Regions from separate parts of the Mus musculus genome. Here region 1 is linked to region 2. Evidence: chromatin contacts called from public promoter capture Hi-C data. All regions are on one chromosome and are shown on one strand. Each heading gives the region's core, a stretch centred on a gene start, on an enhancer-like site or on the middle of the called end of the contact. The rest is flanking DNA. Distances are from core to core; before and after follow the strand shown. Region 1 holds the start of Sgta (small glutamine-rich tetratricopeptide repeat (TPR)-containing, alpha). Region 2 holds the start of Fgf22 (fibroblast growth factor 22).

Evidence for each region. Promoter capture Hi-C pulls out the DNA fragments that hold promoters and counts their contacts.
Region 1: a contact with region 2 is called in a promoter capture Hi-C map of liver, with 4 times the contacts expected there. The contact joins the promoter of Sgta here to the promoter of Fgf22 in region 2. A contact is called at or near these places in 3 of 39 promoter capture datasets (liver and pre-B cells).

Annotation. Positions count from the first base shown.
Region 1 is chr10:81,058,985-81,062,988 of GRCm38.p6, reverse strand. It overlaps Sgta (small glutamine-rich tetratricopeptide repeat (TPR)-containing, alpha), which reads left to right and starts at 2,718. Exons shown (of 12, transcript NM_001358550.1): 1 at 2,718-2,861.
Region 2 is chr10:79,753,229-79,757,214 of GRCm38.p6, reverse strand. It overlaps Fgf22 (fibroblast growth factor 22), which reads right to left and starts at 2,106. Exons shown (of 3, transcript NM_023304.2): 1 at 1,910-2,106; 2 at 532-635; 3 at 1-451. The coding sequence starts at 2,096. The coding sequence ends at 254.

The DNA.
Region 1 (4,004 bases), core at 1,469-3,968, 1.3 Mb before region 2:
TTGACAAGGCAGAGAATAGATGGGAAGAACTGTTTACACAAACTTGAGACAGGATATTCTTGGTATAAGCATTACAATGCCCTGTCCCAAGATTGAAACAAGATAAGAGAGCAGAGATCAGCATTTGAGTAACACAAGAGTAAAGTTTATATAATGCACAAGAACACTAGTGGCCAGTTCCTGAAGCAGAGTTTGCCAAGGTGATTTGAGATAGGCCATCATGGGGCAAGGGGGAGAGGGAGTCAAAACCGAAGCAGGCCACACGGATACACAGTCAAAAGCAGAGAGACAAACGCAGTGTCTTTCCCAGCCTGTTTTCCTTCAGCATCTCTTTTCCTGGGGATGGTGCCACCCACAATGGGCGGGGCCTTCTCATGTCACTTATGTTTGGTTTTTTGTTTTTTGTTTTTTGTTTTCCCCTGAGACAGGGTTTCGATGTATAGCCCTGGCTGTCCTGGAACTCACTTTGTAGACCAGGCTGGCCTTGAACTCAGAAGTCCTTGTGCCTCTGCCTCCCAAACGCTGGGATTAAAGGTGTGCCACCAAGCCTGGTGTCACTTATGTTTAATCAAGGTCACCCCCACAAGCAGACCAACTTCATCTAGGCACTTCATGGAGACTCTTGCTAAGCGATTCTCGGTTGTGTCAATTCGATAGTTAAAACTAATCTGATGAGATAAAGATCAGAAATCACAGGTTGTAAGAGGGTTTCATTATGTCAGTACCCTTTCCCTGTAAAGGGAATTTTTGGCAAGATTTCTAGAAAACAGTATGTTTTCACCCTGGAAAGAAGAAAAGTCTTAAAGAGTTGGTAATTGCCCTGGAATTCTCTGATAGAGAATGGCATCAGTTCCTGTGAAGGTGGCAACATCTTCTCTCCTCTCACGTCCCTCACAGCTTTTCTATCCTGACTTATTGCACACCTCACATCCCTAACCAACCCAGGACACTAAGTTTGGTAATTATAACTACGCCATGTCAAAGGTGGGGTGTGTGCAGAGGATTGGCAGGATCACAGCATATCATATCAGCACTTGGACACTGATGCAGGGGGATGGACAGAGTTCTTGCTTTTCTTTTCTGCTTCCAAGACAGGGTTTCTCTGTGTGGCCCTGGCTGTCCTGGAACTCACAGAGATCCTCCTGCCTCTGCCTACTGAGCGCTGGGATTACAGGCCTGTGCCACCATGGCCCACCTGGAATTCCATAAATTTAAGGTCAACCTGAGCTACATAGTAAGACATGGTAAAATGAAAATAGGAGAGATAGTTCAATGGTTAAGAGTACATATTGCAAACTGGGTAGTGCAGTTTTAGCCCAACCTTGCCTACGGTATGAGACCCTGTCTCAAAGAAAATAAAAAAAGTAGAGTACATACAGCTTTTGCAGAGGGCCTGAATTGCACTGCACCCAACTCTAGCCTTGGGGATTCCATGCCCTCTTCTGATTTTTATAGGCACTGTATTCCCATGCAGACACCCACACATAGACATCCACATAATTCAAAAGTAAAGATAAGTTGGTTTTATTTATTTTTATTTATTAATTTTTTTTTTGGTTTTTCGAGACAGGGTTTCTCTGTATAGCCCTGGCTGTCCTGGAACTCACTTTGTAGAGCAGGCTGGCCTGGAACTCAGAAATCTGCCTGCCTCTGGCTCCCGAGTGCTGGGATTAAAGGCGTGCGCTACCACGCCCGACCTGTTTTTATTTTTATTTTTATTTTTTTATTTATTTTTGGTTTTTTGAGACAGGGTTTCTCTGTGTAGCCCTGGCTGTCCTGGAACTCGCTCTGTAGACCAGGCTGGCCTCGAACTCATCCCGAGTGCTGGGATTAAAGGCGTGGGCCACCACGCCCGGCTCCTGTTTTTATTTTTTGAGACAGGTTTTTCTGTGTAGCTTTGGCTATCCTTTGTAGACAAGGCTTGCCTCAAACTCACCGCGATTCCCCCGCCTCTCCAGTGCTGAGATTAAAGGCGAGCACCACCACTGTCTGGCTGCTAATCTTTGTTTTTCTTTTAGGCATCAGAAAGAAGTTGGGGTGTGCAAAAGATAAGTTTGTAAATAGGTTTTAAATATAAAAATAAGTGAAGTAGATTGTTTAGTGGTTAATCACACTTACTGCTTTCACAGAAAGTGGGATATGCCAGTTTCCAAGATGGGCGAAGTGGATGAAGAGTTCCGGGCCAGGCTGGGCTCGTAGTATTGTCATTTTAAAAAAAGGAAAAAGAAAAAAAAAATTACGAAAACAGGGGGCTGGTGAGATGGCTCAGCAGGTAAGAGCACTGACTGCTCTTCCAAAGGTCCTGAGTTCAAATCCCAGCAACCACATGGTGGCTCACAACCATCCACAATGAGATCCGATGCCCTCTTCTGGTGTGTCTGAAGACAGCTACAGTGTACCTACATATAAAAATAAATAAATCTTTAAAAAAAAAAATTACGAAAACAGAACCAAAAACTTCATAGCATCAGTTAGTGGCTTTGATTCAGATTTGTCTTGCTGAAAGCAGCTAGATCACGTGACAGACTCCATACCACGTGGTCTGCCTTGGTGCCTCAGGGGTCCGCCGCCGCCCCACCGTGCTTTAGGCCTGACCCGCTTGGTGACTGTCAGACTAACTTCCGGTTTTCCTGATGCCTCCAGAGGGCAGTTTCCATAACAACCAGCTTGTGACCCCCCTCTTCGCGTGACGTCACTTCTGTTTTAGAGCGAAGGGTGCACTTGAGCGCATGCGCAAAAGGAAACCTACACAGGAAATGGTTTTTTTCTGCGCAGGCGTCTTGGTCCTGAGGGCGGAGCTTGGCTGCGCCGCGGTGCGCAGGCGCAGCCGTCGGTGGGTCGGGTCTTCGGTCGACTGAGAGGTGAGGCTGGGGGCTCCGCCGTGCCCCGTATGGGCGTCGGGGGTCTGTGGGTTTAGCTTCGCTGTGCTCGGGAGCCCCTGGGACAAAGGTGGCTTGTGATCCGGACTTCTGCTCTCTTCGGGGTCACGTGAGCGGGCGGCGCAGAGAGGAAACTGAGGCAGACAGCGTCCCAACCCACCCCCACCCCTCGTCGCTTTTTCTCACGAAAAGGTCAGCGTTTAGGTGTGTGTGGGGCGGATCTCAGTTTTCTCGGGGCCCCTAAGGTCTAAGACCCTCTTACATTGCCATTCCTCACCCTGGTGACCTTGCTTAGCCTGTTGCCTGCCCACAGCCTCAGTTTTCCTCTTCTGTACAATGGACGTTGTCACCATTGTCTGAGCAGTTGTGGGTGCTCCTTCCCATTGGGAGGGTGTGTTTGATTTTGGTGCCAAAGGTAGGTAGTGTGTGGGTTTGAAGGGCAGAGGGCCAGCTGTGCATGCTAGGGCAAATAGCTTGACCTCTCTGAGGAGGAGTTTTCTTAAAACAATGGTAAGGCAGGTGTGCTGACACATGGGCAGAGGCAGGAGTATCGTGGGACTTCCATGCTAGCAAGGACTACATACTTTGTCTCAGAAAACGAAACAACCAAAAGCAAAGACTCGAGCAAATAGTCTAGAACTTTGGTCCACAACCTATAATCCAGTCTTTCAATTGAGAGGGGGAGACAGCTGGATCGCGGGGAGTGAGTTCAGGCCCAGCCTTGGATACCTAACACGGTGGAGGTAGCTGGACCACAACGTGAGACCCTGTCTGAAAATGAAATCGACATAATTAATAGTTTGTTTGTTTTGAGACAAAGTCTTTATCTGTCTCTGGCTGTCCTGGAACTCACTATGTGAGCCAGGCTGGCCTCAGCGCCACCTCTGCCAGGACTGTAGGTGCCACCACCTCATCTGGCATCATAATTAACGTAAAAAGGATGTCAGTCTGGGCCCGTTTAGTTGTAAGCTGGGCTTGCTGGCTGTCATCCCAGCTTGTAGGAGGCTGAATCGGGAGGATGGAAGTGAAGTTCAAGGCTATGTTGGGCTACATGGTGAAATCCTCTTGTCTCAAAAGCCAGGTTGTAGTGGTGTCCGACTTTGATCCCAGCACTCAGGAGGCAGA
Region 2 (3,986 bases), core at 857-3,356:
CCGTGCTGTGCCCAGAGTGTTCTCATCTCCAAACTAGATGGATGCAAACTGCCAGTTCTGTGTATCCCCCTGAGCGCTGGCTTCACTTGCAGGGACCCTGCCATGTCTCCATGCCCGGCAGCCAGCGGGCGCCCGGCTTGTGACATAAAGACTCGTGTTGGCCCAGGGTCTCTGGCCTGGCCCTTGGTTGTTCAGCTCCGGATCTTCCAGGCCCTGTGTGCCGCCCATGCCTCCTGAACCATTGGCAGGCCCTTCAAGACGAGACCAAGACTGGCAGGAAGTGTGTGGACAGTTGGTGCCGTCGTGTCCGTCTGCCTTGCCTGGGAATGCCTTGGCTGTCAAGTGCCAGGAACATGGGTCGGCCGCGGTGCCTCCAACGTCGCGAGGCGTATGTGTTGTAGCCGTTCTCCTCGATGCGCTCCCGGAACCTACAGTCCACAGAGTAGACCCGCTGCAGGGCGGGTGCGTGAGACTGGCTGTCTGCACCACTGACCATTGCCACCCAGTAGCTGCCCACCGCCAGTCACTCACCGACCCATAGAGGCGGCCCCTGCGATTCATGGCCACATAGAAGCCTGAGTACACAGCTTTGATCACCACAGTGCCCACACGGACAGAACGGATCTCCACTATACCTGAGTGGAGACAGGAGTAGATGGTCAGGCAGCAGCCACATGTGGGCTCTTCAGTTCCCATCACCACTGGGTCTCCAAGCCCAGCTGGCATGGAGCCTGGAGACTAAGGAGCACAGGCTGGCCAGAAAAGACCAGGCCATGCTTAAGCACCGGCTGTATGCCCTCTGTTTCATGGAGCTTAAGCACCGGCTGTATGCCCTCTGTTTCATGGAGCCTACACAACCCAGGGGACGGGGTGCCAACTGTACCTACTTCCAGAAGGGAAACTGAGGCCTGGGATTGGAAGAGCCAGCTTTGGACTTCATCTGTCTGCTCAACCCCCTGTGACCATCTCTGGCAAGCCCTAGCTGGCTGGGAGTCTGAGCTTTCCTCTAGGAAGGGGGTTCAGGGAAGGCTTGAATCCCACCACAGGCCTCTGGGCCCAGACTGTCTTTGGAAACTTGAGGCCTCATGCTGGGGACATCAGCCACACCATTCTTCCACCATCCCTTCCTGCTCTGAAAGAAGTACATTTGCTTCACCCCAGGGGGGACCGTCTGCACCTGCCATCTTGGTTCACAATGCATGCTCTTGGCCAGTACCACACAGGAACTACCAAGTTAAGGAGGGAAGAGCCCCATCCCCACAGAGCCTTTCATCTGTCACCCCCGTCCCTATCCAGGTGGGATCTAAATTTCAGACATACCGAAGGGCCAGGTCACTCAGCTGGGCCTCTTCCTCAGCCTGGGGCCACCCCGCCTGGCTGTGCTACCATGGATGGACCTGCCCAGCCAGTCCCCTGTCATAGCCCTTGTCCTCTGTGGCCTAATGAGGGCCTTGGAACCCAGATGAAAGCCACTGGGATGGGCAGTGCCCTGTCACCTGCTCAGGGCTGAGCTCAAACCCTCCCAGTAACTCTGCCAGAGTTTAGCACCAGAGAAGCTGGCTGTGGCCTCCCCATCACCCCCAGCTTCCTCCTCACAATGGCCTCTCTTTTTGCCACATACATGCCACAGGCACTTATGGAAGGCCTTCTGTATGCAAAGCAGGGCTCACTCCCTTTCTGGTCTCTTAGCAGGACCTTGAGATCAGGGCATCCCATCTTACCTCATTTGCCAAATAGTGATGTCTGGGAACAGAGGGAACCCCAATTCAGGCAGGTCACAATCCCAGGAGAAGCAATCTCCCTTCATCAGTTTGCCCTGTAAGTAGGCCACTGACCCCACCCAGCAACTCCTGCTCTGCTTAGGAGCCCACGGGATGCAGTGCCCATCTCCTGCTGCCCCAGCACTCACTGTCCTGGCCGTGCCGCCAACGCGTCCCCTGCACCCGACCACCAAGGTCCACACGCAGGAAAAAGTGAGTGGAGGAGAAGAGGCGGCGCCAGCGCACGTCGCCCTCCAGATGCGGGTACCCTCCCGGAGCGCCCGGTGCCCGCGCCAACAGCAGCCAGGCTAGGCCCAGCCAGAGGCGGCTGCGCATCCCGACCTGTGCCGGACAGCGCGCGGTGTTCCAGCTGCACGGTCGGGGGCGGGGTTAGGGCAGCTGCCGTCCAATGGACGCGTGGGGGCGGGGCCTCGACTCCAATTGCGGGTTCTGTGGGCTCCTGGTTGTCCCTAGTCCGGTTGTCACCAAGGGGGGCGGGTACAGGTGCAGGGCTGGAGAGAGATACAGACTAGAGACTGAAGAGTGAGATTACAGAGGAACAGAGATTGGAGACAAGGAGCCCAGAGATGGAGAGACCAGAGATACCAGAAACAGAAGACAGAGTAAACAGAGAAGGAACAGAGGTGAAGGAAAACCAGACCAGAGATAGACTGAAACCAGAGAGACAGAAGGAAGGGAAAACAAAGAAACAGAGACAAAAGACAAAGATAGGAGACAGAGATGTACAGACAGAGACAGTGAGAGACAGAGACAGGTGGCAATGAGGTATGCTCGATTTCAAAAGGTGTCAATTGTAGTGACAATTTTGGAAATTTGTGGGGATTTTTGTTTTTTGGGTTTTGGTTTTTCGAAACAGGGTCTCTCTGTAGCCCTGGCTGTCCTGGAACTCACTCTGTAGACCAGGGTAGCCTCGAACTCAGAAATCTGCATGCCTCTGCCATCCAAGTGCTGGGACTAAAGCGTGCGCCACCACTGCCCCACTTGGTTTCTTTTTAAAACACAGAAATATTACAAGAATGTGTTTTTGTTTTAACCCCAGGTGTGGGGTGTGGGGCTGCTTTGAACTGTCCACAGCAGCTGACTATGATTTGCCTCATGCTCTAGCAGAGGCGTGGTTTTGCCAGCTGCAGGTAGTTTCTGAGATTGAATGACATTTGGAATGCTGGGAACTTGTCAGAGGGTATATAAATGTTAGTACCCAGCCAGGTGGTAATGGTGGTGCATGCCTTTAGTCCCAGCACTTGGGGAAGCAGAGGCAGGTAGATCTCTGTGAGTTCAAGGCCTGTTCTACAGTGCAAACACTGGGACAGTCAGGGCTACACAGAGAAACCCTATCTTGAAAACCCAGCTAAACAAACAAACAAATAAATAAATGCTAGAGCCTGCATAGGTTGGTTGTTGGTTGTTCAGGGGGCTTGGCTGCAGTCTGTTAGTAGTTATGGTCAAAGAAGAAACAAGAAGAAAGAAATTAGATTCTCCTCCCCCTCCCTGTCCTTCTTTCTCTCTTATCTAGTGACAGGGTGGTGAGACTTGGGGGCTGGATAAAGAGTGGGAAAAAAGAACCCACAAAGTAGCAAAAATGGGCTACACCTGGTGCTTCAACAAGGGGCTTGAAAGGTAAGGATAAAAGTGGGAAATCTGACTTCAATTGCCCATAGAGGAAATGGCAGGGGGTGAAGGAATGGATTGTGTTTTTCAAGACACCAGCAAAAATGTATTGGTGTTGTTACTACTGGAATATCCCATGCCTTGCTCCCAGAGGAGATTTTCTGTTTTGTTTTGTTTTGTTTTCCTTTTATTCTTCGTATGTTCTGTTTTGAAAAAAAAGTTGGAAGAACAGCTGAGCAGTTGGGAAAATTGCAGGTGGAAATGGAGGGGCCTGAGAAACAGCAGCAACAACAACAACAAATGGCTGAAATGGAAAAACAAAGGGGTCGCTGGAGAGTGCAGCTGGAGAGGGTGAGGGTGGAGGTGGAAGGGCTTGGGAAGTGAGGAGCACCAGAAAGAGAGAAGGAAAAGGCTCAGTCTGGGTGACTGAGAAAGAGAGCGGGCAGGCTTTTCCTGCAGGCGAAAAGGGGAAAAACTTCTCCAGAGGAAGGTTGGGTCAGATGAAAGCTGGAAAAGCAGGAAGACAGGCTGATGAAACAGCCCCTTGGGAAAGAAAGCGTTAATCTGGAACGACTTGCCAGAGTTAGGGAAGGGGTG